2 separate regions of the Salmo salar genome follow, and region 1 is linked to region 2. A link is a contact called in public Hi-C data. All regions are on one chromosome and are shown on one strand. The core of a region is the stretch at or near the end of the contact, and the rest is flanking DNA. Distances in the headings are between cores, read along the strand shown. Region 1 holds the start of LOC106576773 (PWWP domain-containing protein 2B). Region 2 overlaps LOC106576776 (inositol polyphosphate-5-phosphatase A).

Region 1 (6,268 bases), core at 3,097-5,596, 190 kb after region 2:
AGGCTGGAGGAGTCCGCTTTCCTCTTGCGAAGGTTGATGAGCAGCGCAAGGTCACTTTGGCCTCGGTCTGCCTCCTCTCCAGAGCTCCCCGACCACAGCTCCATGGGGGTCTTCTCCCCAGAGTCCTCCGAGTGGGGCAGGGGATGAGGGACCGGGACCCTGAGGCTCTTTCTGCTCTGCCTCTCTACCAGCTCCGCATCGTAGACCGTCAGGCTGTCCTCTCCGTCCCCCAGGGTCCTCACTCGGATCTTGGGGGAGGGGAAGTCCAGGCCGGCCGTTGGGGGCCTGGGGAGCTTGAGTTTGGGAATGGACACGGTCAGGCCCGTCCTGGTGGCGTCCAGGATGTGGCGCTGTTCCTGGGTCTGGGTTAGGGTGGTGGGCTCGGGCACCTTGCCCTGTTGGCCTTTTAGGCTGTTTTGCATCAGCTGCTTAGGGCAGAAGGGCTTGACAGAGCCGTGGACCCGAGCTGGGATCTTCATGACCTCGCCCTTGCCTTGCGGAGTGCTGTATGAGATCTTGATGACCGGGCTGTGGGGAATGATGTCCACTGCAGGGAACTTTGGTTCCTCATCCCTCTTGTCCTTCCGGAGCCGCTTGCTGTCATAGCCGGTGGGGCCATTCTCCCGCCTCTTGCTGTTATCCTTGGTGGCATCTGCATCCTCTTTCCTGGCCAACTTCACAGACCCGTCTTTGGAGTCTTCATCGCTCTGTGGAGCGTTCTCCTTCCTGGAAGCCTTGGTTGTGGGCATCCCGTCCTTACTGTCCTCGTCACTATTCAGTGTGTTCTTACACTTCTCGCACAATACCTGCCGGGGGCGGAGTCTGATGGTGCTCATGGTCATCTGCCCGGGCTCTCGGGTCCGCCTCTTCTTCCTTTTAATGGTTCGTGGAGGTGGCTGAGGTACCCATTGACCATAGCTGTGGCGCACCCAAATGGGCTGAGGGAAGGGAGCTCCTTCAAAATATGGAGGGTATGGACCCTGCCCGGCAGGTACTGGTGTGGGCAGAGGGGCAGGGAGACTGGCACCTAGTGGGTCATTTTCAGGGAGCGTGTTTTCATCCTTTGGTCTATGATGTGAAGCCTGGCTGGGAGGTTTAGTAACAGGCTCCTCTCTCAGGACTTCAGGGATTTCACAACCAGGTTTCAATGCAGGGCATTCCACTGGCTTTGTTGTGATATCCGGTAGGCAGAAAAGCCCAGTCCTATAAGAAAAAGTGTGAAAGAAAATGACTTTAGTATGCTTTGTAGCTTCTGGATTATAAGATCCAATCATGATGAAGTCAAATTGTTTGCACTCAACTTTATCATTGTGGATAATGCAAGAATTTAAACTCTTTAGTTTAAGTTCCTGTTCAGGTCAAGAACATTAGCTCGACTAAATCTAAGCACAACAAATGCACTCCTCTGTCTGACCTTGTTGCAACCAAACCTCTTATGATTGCAACACTTTAGTTTGTGTAAAAGGCAGCACATTTATCACCTGTGTTGGGTTTTCTACTGGAGTGGGGGTTGGGAGACAACAAGCAAGCAGGTCGTTGTCTAGTTAGCCTATAGCCCAGGCCTACAGCCTTGCGCTTCAAACTGAAAATGCTGGAGTGTGTGTTTTCTCTGTAAATTCACATGTTCCTTTTCATGCCAGTGGACTGCAGGCGTGACGTGTCCAAGCCGGGCTTCTCTAAGGAGCCATTTGAAAAGGGAGTTGAGAGCAGCCAAGGCAGCAGCAGCAACATGGCTGTGCTCCACTCTGCTGTCAGAGACAGCAGACAAAGAGGCTACAGGATACCCAGGAGCCCCCTCCACTCCATCTGACTGAACAAAAACAACCCTGTGAATCACTCGGGACCCAGAGAGAGCCAGGAGATTCACTTGTTTTCGCATCAGTGTCTGCTGGGTGCTTGTGTGTTATGAGATTATTAATTAAAGCACATTTAGGCAGCCCGAAAGGCGTTTCCCCATGAGCGGCTATTGTCACATTTAAATAAAGAGGCCCGGCGAGGCCTGTTTCCTGTGCTTTAGAGGAGACCTTTAAAGGCCCTTCTTGAGCAACAAAATCTCAGCCATCACAATGATTGACACAGGCTGGACATAGGGTTTGTCATGGCCTGTTAACCACTGTTTCCATTTAAAATATAATGCTGTACATACACTACAACCAAATAAAGAGATCCTGCACAAAGGATACATGACATGGAAACTGGAGACACACAATTAAGGGAAATGCATTTCTATAAACCTAAAGGAAGAACTCACATTTTGACATTCACAAAGCAAAATAAGCCTGTATGCCAAACCGCTGTTCTTCGTTTAAGCTTAGATCTTTTCCACTGGGGAAGGTCAATCTCAAGGCATTTGGAGTGATCTATCACATGAACGTGTAGTTCTACATGTCTCAGTGAAGGCCTACCGATATGAAAAGCTGGTAAGATTCTTATGCTGAGATTCTGAGTCTATAAATAAATAAACCCAGTGGCATTTAAAAAAGGTGCACCCACTGCACTAGCATGTACTAGTGCAACACAAGGCCAGTACATGTGACACACACTGCGAGCCAGATAACATGCCCCATATGAATACCAATCATTCAAATAACATTGTATACCTTACCTCTATTGTTAACACCCTATACATAGGCATAAATGGGATTTCTTGCCAACATTGTGTAGTTCACCCTTTGTCAAGTACAAAGTAGGCCTATAGCATAGTTTTTCCTGGTGTCAAATTTCCTTGGAAACTCGACAATTAGTGCCATCTTTAAACAGCAAAACACAGCTGTATAATCTCTTATTTAGAGTTGCAGGTCAATCATTTATAAATAGGCCTACACTGATTGTATCATTACCTGTGGGTAACGTTGGATGACTAATGTTTAACATAGGCCTACATTACTGAAAACACAAGAACAGGAGTAGGCAAAATTAGAATGATGTGATGCCCATCACTTTGCATATCTAGTATTAAAACATGTAACCTTAATGTAATCATTACTAGATATGTAGTTATAAGAATGTATGTACAAAAGTCTAATATGAGACAGGGTGTTTCAGTAAGGCCAGCCATAGCTGGGCTACATTGTTGGCAGTCTAAATCTAGCTAACATTGAACTAGCTTGATAGTTAAGCTAACAATGAGGTAACGTTACCCACGTAGGAATAACTTTTGTTGAAATGCCCATCACGTTACTTTCACAGGGTGGTTGGCTTTATCCAGACTTCATAGTAATGATACACGTGTTTATATGTTATTAATATGTTCGCTGTAAATGTCAGCAAATCAGAGCTAACTGGCTAACGTTAACTAGCACGCTAGCTACAACCCCTTGGAGTCTATTGTATGATGGCCCATGTAGCTAGCTAGTTAGCATGCTAAATTAGCCAGCAAACATTAGCAGGCTAACTAGCTAATTAGTTTGTGATACAAGTATACAATTATTCGAATAAATAAGACTCACTTTTTGTTGCAATCGAGTAATATCCCCATGTAGCACCTTTCTTGATAGGTAAGCGTCACTACTAGTGTATCGTTAACTATTTGATCAACAGTGACAGGAATCCGAGAGCCGGCCCGCAGCTCCTCGGCCACAGCCTCCATATTTTCCGGCGTGAGGTGTCCGGCTTGGCGGTACTCGATCCCGGCCTCGGGAGCCACGATCGCCTCTGCTAAAGATGCTTCTCCCTTCTACTTTCGAGCACGGGAGGGTACACCAGGGCACGAAATGACGCCATCACCCCCCACAAGTCAATTACAACAGTTCTGCCACTGGTGACATCACACAAAGACAGAGGATAAAAATATTTTGAGGTTGCCCCTCAGTCTTGCTTGAAATTATACCATTTGGCTTTCCGTTTATTGTTGGCTCATGAAGCCACAATTTCAGAACAATAGCTATTTCATCATTATTATCTAGCTAAAAAAAATACATGTATTTAATTTAACTAGGCAAGTCAGTTAAGAACAAATTTTGATTTACACTGACATCCTAGGAAGAGTGGGTTAACTGCCTTGTTCAGGGGCAGAACGAAAGCTTTTTACCTTGTCAGCTCAGGGATTCGATCTAGCAACATGTGGGCTAATGGCCCAAAGCTCTAACCACTAGGCTACCAGCCGCCCCCGATACAACCCCCTTCCATTTTAGCATCATCTTCAGGTCATTTTCATCGTGCCATTCCAAATTACATATACTCCTACCTTCAAACTGCCCTGGCTAACATGAATCACACCCATCTTTACTGTTTGTATCCAAGCCAACTGTATCAATAAGTAACTTGCTTGACTTGGACAGGAACTCTACTGCTTGAGCTCCTGTTCCTCTTATAGAATATTAGCTCAAAAGTATTGTGGAGCTTCTGCAACAAAATATAAACGGTACCAGCACCCAAAAGGAGTACCGGAACCTATTGAAGTCAAAGTCAAGCACTGAATTTAGGCTATAGGCACATATACAGTCAGATAAATATACATGATCAATCCCTGTATAGCTGCTGTACAGTTGTAAGGACCTGAAATACAGTGACCTATTAGGCTGCTATTTAGCACTGATTGGCTTGATGGATGAGGGTTGGTTTATCTTGGAACACAAGCACTTTACACTTAACTAATGATGCGCGTGTAACAGGCTGAAATGTTTATTGATGAATGGGTATCGGATGCCATTGTGATTGAGTAAACTGTTTGTAGGGTGCTATAATTCCATACTACCCTGTCCTGTACTACTTCTTTGCATACAATGTCAATTAATTTAATCCGGCAACAATTCTAAATGGCAGTAGGTCTACACACACAAAAATACTTTCACTTGTCATAGCATCTTGGCGAGTTCTCCCCAGTAAATGCGATGAATCGATACTCAATGTCGCTCTCATGTTTCCTCTCAGCAAGTTGCGACTGCAATCTCTTGGCCTGAAACAGAAGCAAATGGAAGAAAATCACAAAGAAAGAAACACCCAGATATTCATTCAATTCCTGGGGCTGCTGTCATTAAGCACTGAAAATGACTTGACTGGTTACTTGATATACAGTGGAATAGTAACGTACTTCCTCCATGTCCTGCCTTGCAGCTTCTGTCTCCTCTTGGGCAGTGCCACTGGGCCTCCTGCGCCTCTCCTGGATCATCTGAACATGGCTCCTGATCCGCTGCTCTAACTCACGGTCGCGGGCTGCCCTGGGGTCACACAGGTCAAGGGTAAAATGAACCACCATTCCACAAACTAAAGATTCTCTTAGTTACATACCGCTGTGGGTGCTGCATGTTGTTTGTGGTGGAGGAGTAGCTGGCTAGCAACAGACTACAGAGACCAGTTGCTCGGAGTCCGGACCTGTCTGACCCTGTCCCTAATCAAGACTCCTGATGCTTTCACCAGGCTGTGACTGACCAATGCTCTCTCCACATATACATTTATCACACGATTTCACGCGATTGATTGATTTATTGATTTATTTATTTCGATGGACTGTACGCTGAAATTCAGCTCTTAGCTGCCAATGTTGTACAGCTTGACAATAAACTAAACCTTATACTGGGGTGTACTCTTTTGAATCAATAGTTTACATGTACAGTATTTATTTTAAAAAAACAGGTACTGGTCTATCGTTGTCAAAATCAAATCAAATTGAATTTGTCACATACAATACGTGTAGAACTTACAGTGAAATGCATACTTACAAGCCCTTAACCAACAATGCAGTTAAGAAAAAAAATTAAGTAAAAAATAGATTAGTAAAAAATCCAAAATAAAAGTAACAAATAATTAAAGAGCAGCAGTAAAATAACAATAGCGAGGCTATGTACAGGGGGTACCGGTAGAGTCAATGTGCAGGGGCACCGGTTAGTCCCGTAACAGTACTGGACAACAGAAAAAAGTAATTAATTAAAACAATCAGCTGAACCAAAGTATTTGACAGAGGGGACAAAATATATGCTTTGAACAAAAGAGATGTCTGTAAAAAACCCTCTTTCCACTAAATGTCTCTGAACATTTTTGATTGATCTGCCATTGCTTCCTTTGGTGGCTACTGTTAGTAGATTAGCTGCAACAGTGTATCCATTGATTGACACATCATAGCTACATCATACCTGGCTTCCTTGTGTTCCTTCTGGGACTGGAACGATCTCTGTCTCTGGAGCCTCTTTGGTGGGGGGTTGTGGGTCTTGACCTCACCACTTTCAACAACACTACACAGAGACTCTGTGGCATATGGAGCGTTTATCGGTACCTGTAACAAAAAAATACATTCATTTCTATAGAAAGCTAGTCTTTTCTTCATATAACC
Region 2 (6,277 bases), core at 2,418-4,917:
ACGAAATTAGGGCACGAGTTGCCTTCCAGAGAGACAGAGATTGTAACATTCTCTGTTTCACAGAAACATGGCTGGGATATGTTGTCAGAGTCAGTACAGTCACCCGGTTTCTTCACGCATCGACAGAAACAAAGGTCTCTCTGGTAAGAATTATCTTCCAAGAGAATTCTCTTCGATTATAGGCACAGCCGTGTATAACACATTTAAACGCGTTAACCCTCGAAAGGCTGCCGGCCCAGACCGCATTCCTAGCCGCGTCCTCAGAGCATGTGCAGACCAGCTGGCTGGTATGTTTACTCACCCCACATGGGTGCGTTCTCAGCCCTCTCCTGTACTCCCTGTTCACCCATGACTGCGTGGCCATGCACACTTCCAACTCAATCATCAAGTTTGCAGACGACACTACAGTGGTAGGCCTGATTACCAATAACGACGAGACAGCCTACAGGGAGGAGGTGAGGGCCCTTGAGGTGTGGTATCAGAAAAATAACCTCTCACTCAATATCAACAAAACACAGGAGATGATCGTGGACTTCAGGAAACAGCAGAGGGAGCATGATTTATTTCAGCTTTTATTTCTTTCATCACATTCCCAGTAGGTCAAAAGTTTACATATACTCAATTAGTATTTGGTAGCATTGACTTTAAATTGTTTAACTTGGGTCAAATGTTATAGGTAGCCTTCGACAAGTTCTTAAATGGAAGATGTTTGGAACCACCAAGACTATTCCTAGAGCTGGCAGCCCGGCCAAACTGAGCAATCGGGCGAGGAGGGCCTAGGTCAGGGAGGTCACTCTGACAGAGCTACAGAGTTCCTCTGTGGAAATGGGAGAACCTTCCAGAATGACAACCATTTCTGCAGCATTTCACCAATCAGGCCTTTATGGTAGTGGCCAGATGGAAGCCACTCCTCAGTAAAAGGCACATGACAGCCCACTTGGACCTTAAGGCACTCAGACCATGAGAAACCAGATACTCTGGTCTGATGAAACCAAGATTAAACTCTTTGGCCTGAATGTCAAGCGTCACATCTGGAGGAAACCTGGCACCGTCCCTACGGTGAAGCATGGTGGTGGCAGCATCGTGCTATGGGGATGTTTTTCAGTTGCAGGAACTGGGAGACTAGTTAGGATCGAGGGAAAGATGAACAGAGAGATCCTGTAAGAAAACCTGCTCCAGAACGCTCAGGACCTCAGACTGGGGCAAAGGTTTACCTTTGAACAGGACAATGACCTTAAGCACTGAGCAAAAACAATGCAGGAGTGGCTTTGGGACAAGTCTCGGAATGTCCTTGAGTGGCCCAGCCAGAGCCCGGACTTGAACCCGATTAAACATCTCTGGAGAGACCTGAAAATAGCTGTGCAGCAACGCTCCCCATTCAATCTGACAGATTTTGAGAGGATCTGCAGAGAAGACTTGGAGAAACTCCCCAAATACAGGTGTGCCAAGCTTGTAGCATTATACCAAATTAGACTCGAGGCTGGAATCGCTGCCCAAGGTGCTTCAAGACAGTACTCAGTATAGGATCTGAATACTTATGTAAATGTGATCAGTTTTTTATTTGTAATACATTTGCAAAAGTGTCTAAAAACCTGTTGTTTTGTAATTAAGGGGTGTTGTGTGTAGATTGATGAGGGAAAAAACTATTGAATCCATTTTAGAATAAGGACGCAATGTAACAAAATGTGGAAAAAGTCAATGGGTTTGAATACTTTCCAAATGCACTGTATTTCACTCACCTCAACATCATCACTTTTCAAAGTGCAAGGACATGTCCGAATCTGTATGACCAACCAGCCTCTTTCACAGGGAAAAGTCGTTTCTGCTTTGGCGCCGTTATTCTGAGTAATGAAGTGAAAAGTAAAATGAAAGCATACCCTGTTTCCGGTTTCTGGTTGATGACAATAGCCAGGTGAACAGTTTTTTTCAAATACATTTTGCGATATTGACACCGATATTATTGTTTGGGGAAAAAAGCAGTTGATCCCATTTAGTCAACTGGTCGATAGTTTGTTCAATAGACTGTTGGTCGACAGAGGTTTTTTTTCTTCTTTTTTGTTATTTGTTGGCTTTATGTAGGCTATTTTTACATACTGGCAATGGCAATAGTTACTTTTAGATTTATATACATTTTCGTTTACATAGAATTTTGATTAACCACATGACTTTGATTTTGAGATATGAAGACTTTATTATAAATGTAATGAAGCTGTTCCACGGGTCGGGAACAGGCTTTTTCCTTCTGGTTAGGCTATATTGATCTCTGGCTCCCTCTTCAAAAATGTGTGTCTTCAATTTTAATGGCAGTGCTTAAAGCATCAGACAAGCTCAGTAGCCTATACAGCACATTTTATTCAAACATAGGGTTTGTCTATAAGGGGAAAAAACACGTTTTAAAATTTCGACCAATCTATTGGTCGACCAATATTTATTTTTTAATTTGGGGACAGCCATAGTGGCCGTTATAGTAATTTAAAGAAAGGCCGTCGACGGCCGCTCTGGGTTCTAAAGAGCTAAAAATGAAGGAAAATGCCCTGCTTTGCTTAAGTGAAGCTCACTTCAGTCTGGGCTACTCTGCCACATGTTGTGTGCCTGCCCAGTGGATTATTGAAAGCTGCCTGGATGCCCATCAGATCCATGGAGGAAACATAAATAACCATATGACCCAGGGCCAGGGTCTTCCAAAGGACTGTAATGACAGTGGGTCAGTTGCTGTGCTTATTGAACAAACAGTAAAACACATTTAAATCCTTCAATACAGTAGACAGTCTATCAGATCACTCATAGGCACATTGCAGTGGGGTTAGTAAATGCCTAGCACTTGTCCATTGTATACTCTTGGCCTCACCTGCAGGAATGGAATGCGACTTCGTGCCTTCGATGTGAGTGTTTGTACAGTATGGAATGTACGTCTCCGAGTCTAATCAAGAAAAGTGTCCAAATAACACATTTTATTTCCTGAAGCTGCATTTCGAGAAAAACCCTGAAGCAAGGGCTTGCATCAACAGTAGGCCTTGAGAGTAATTCAATGGGACAAAAAAGACAGACACACACAGAGACACATGCAGGGCAAGCATGCAGGATGTCCTTTTGGTTTTAACTACCAAAAAGGCATTCAAACAGCTATTTTTCAAGGATATTGCAGAGGTACCACCTTACTGAATCTGATGGTCTGGTTTAACACTGAACTTCAAACTACCTTCCACAAAAGAACAATTTCAACAAAATAATTACTCAAAATGTGGTTTGCAGCAATGCAAGTTACTTTCCAACATTATCAAGACTAGTGAGACATTGGACTATTTTTCAATATAAAAACTATTTTTCATCCACTGTCTAAACTTGTAATTGTTTTAAAGAATGTTTAACAAATGGGACAAAAATCACTGATGCAATTCAAATCGCTTGCATCATCTATTCCTTCCAACTTAAAATTCTTCACAACAGACAGGGGTCTTCATTAACGTGTTCATAGTGAGAGTGATTGAGAGAGACTACAGTATGTGTGCTAAGCAAGTTAAAGAGCCATGTGAGCAGGGAGAGTCGTGCCAGGCTAACATAGCAAAGTCTAGCGAGGCTCATGACTGTGAGCTCTAGCAGTCACTGGTGCCGTTCTCGTAGCCCTGGGAGTACAGAGTCTGATACTGCTTTCCATGACGTCACTGACAAGCAGAGAACAGAGCTGGCATGAGCCTGCAGGCACGTCTAGTTCACACAGCAGGGGCACACCTCTCTCTCTCTCTCTCTCTCTCTCTCTGTCTCTCACTCATTCTTCCTCCGTCTCACACAAGGCTCGCTCTCACACAGACAGACAAACACACACGCAAGACCACTCCCCCGCCACACACACACACACACACACACACACACACACACACACACACACACACACACACACACACACACACACACACACACACACACACACACACAGTGAATGTCCAATAACCTCATCACATAAACAAAACAAAACACACACTTAAATCATGAGGCAATCAACCTGTCCATGCATGCCTCAGGGTTCATCCACTGTTATACGCATAGAGTGAGAGCACGGTGAACAATGGACAGACTAGTGTTCAAAAGCCAGCTGATCCCATGGACTTCGCTTGACTGTTGTATCGAATGTGTGAGGGTGAGAGACAAACAGGAAATTGGGCATTTGTGAGTTCATCTGGATATTTGTATCACTTGAAAACCAAAGCCAAAGAACCGTGAAAAATAGCACAGGAAAAAAACGGCATATTTTAGAACCATGTGCAATTTTTTTCACATTTGATTTTGGCTGCGTTTTTGTGTATCTTTGAGTCTAAACAGAAAATTGACTGACTGTCAAACTGTGTTAGTGTTGCTCTATGTGTGTGACGTGTGAGAGCCAGGAGCAGGGTTGACTTTGCTACACATACAGTGTATCAGAGTTTCCTTAGAAAACAGTTTGTGCACCTCGCTATCGTCACCACACATTGCAGTGTGTGTGTGTGTGTGTGTGTGTGTGTGTGTGTGTGTGTGTGTGTGTGTGTGTGTGTGTGTGTGTGTGTGTGTGTGTGTGTGTGTGTGTGTGTGTGTGTTGAACCAACAGTAAGGTGTATTTACCTGTATCCTTAATAAGCCAAACGGTAACCTCTTTTTCCGACTACTCCCCAACCACCGACCTTATTTGTGCTCTGTTTAGCTTAAGCAAAGAACGAGTGGCTTGAATGAGGACTACAGAAAAAACATTAGCTTTCCTGCATTATCTCCCAGGAGAAAATATTTCTGCAAGCACAAACACCTGTTTGAGTGCAGGCAATAGTATTTTTGTGAAACGTGGTTGATCCGAAAGCAGACTTCCGTGTATGCTGCTCGTTCTAAAAGGACTTCAAAAAACGGACCACAAGCCTATTCACACACGTCTCCTCTATAAGGCATGTATAAGGTATAGGACTTCCAAACTTCTCTGTCCACTTGTATCAGTGTCTCTCTCTGGTCTCTCCATGTGTATCTACAGAACAGCCTTGTCTTTCTGTCTCTCTGTGTGTGTATCCTCATCTCTGGATTTTTATATGACCGTGTGCCTATCCTTGCGTCTATGGTCTGTGTGTAAACCACGTCTCCATGGCTCTGTGCCAACGTGTGCATCTCCCTATCAATTGGTCTCTGTGGCGGTGTGTGGCTTGAGTGTAAGCAGCATGCAGTCTAACACCTCCCTCACTTCCACCAGATAGGGGCGCTCGCGAGAGAGCGAGAGAAAGAGAGAGAGAGAGACATGGGCCTACTGAATCACTCCCTCTCCACACACAATGCACTGCACACTACTGTACAGCGCATACCAACTCTACTTATTCAGCCACTGGCTTCCGCAGTGATTCAGATCAACAAGCTAGGAGAGAGACATGGGCCAACCCTCCCTTTACAGTCAGTCACCACTCACCGCACTGTGCACTACTTTACAATAACATTACATACCATCGCCATTCACTAATATCCACAATAACATGTACACGTTTCATAGTGCTGGTATAGCTCAGCTGTGTACTGTAAGCTCAAAACACAGCAGCAGAAACCTGGAGGAGGAAGCCTTAGAGTGTTTTCCGGGAGAAATCCAGAATGAACCTGCGTACTACTGTAGGTTTTGAGGCAAGTACATGCAGTTAACCTGAATTAAGCCTAGGTCTAATCCTCTTAACAGGTGACTTGTAGCTGCTCTCTTTGTTTCCAGGACCTTGGCTTGGCACATAACCAGTAGGCACAAACACGCATCATTGTAATACACACCTGGCAACTCTCACATCATGCCACTCTCATTGGCATAGAAGGCGTTGGTCCATCTTCCTAATGGAAAACAGTACAGTACTACCCTCTTCACACTACAGAGACGAATTAAGCCGGACCAAGCTGAGCTGTATTGTGCTCGTTTACACATCTGCCATAGTGGCTGGAGGGGTGCCAGTGAGGACAAGGTGAAAAGGAAATATACGATACAGCTCAGTATGGTTCATTTCGTTGTAAGACTTTTTGTTCATGTTGTACTCCTCATTGAGATCTCCCTCTGTGCTCTGGCCTCAGCATGACTGTCTCAGTACAAGGCAACAGTAGAGTGACTGAGTGCAACAGCTATCTGCCTATCTATCTGAATTGACTTCCCCTGCCAGAGTGGAAAAAGTTGTGGATTCTCAGATGTTCCTATGTAGATCAAAGTTAAGATATGACACGGCCTGTGCTCTCTCCTCCTCAACGAGCCAAGCACAGCCCCATGACTCGACTGTCGTAGCGTTAGAAATGCAAAGAGCAGAAAGGC

The links. Hi-C and Micro-C count contacts between places; a contact is called where the count stands out from the background.
Region 1: a contact with region 2 is called in a Hi-C map of gill, with 3 times the contacts expected there. The contact joins the promoter of LOC106576773 here to the enhancer-like site in region 2. A contact is called at or near these places in 2 of 3 Hi-C or Micro-C datasets (gill and muscle).

The regions. Positions count from the first base shown.
Region 1 is chrssa18:10,699,290-10,705,557 of Ssal_v3.1, forward strand. It overlaps LOC106576773 (PWWP domain-containing protein 2B), which reads right to left and starts at 4,347. Exons shown (of 4, transcript XM_045700746.1): 1 at 4,031-4,347; 2 at 3,450-3,757; 3 at 1-1,203. The coding sequence starts at 3,589. LOC106576774 (leucine-rich repeat-containing protein 27) reads right to left here. Exons shown (of 13, transcript XM_014154161.2): 11 at 6,072-6,211; 12 at 5,033-5,159; 13 at 4,610-4,897. The coding sequence ends at 4,790.
Region 2 is chrssa18:10,512,879-10,519,155 of Ssal_v3.1, forward strand. All of the region lies in intron 2 of LOC106576776 (inositol polyphosphate-5-phosphatase A), which reads right to left. Among protein-coding and RNA genes, the nearest start is that of LOC106576776, 110 kb to the right of the region's middle. Within about 2 kb of position 3,668, at least 5 of the 13 cell types and tissues checked have an H3K27ac peak or open chromatin away from gene starts, as enhancers often do. A contact at or near this core is called in gill, where this site is marked.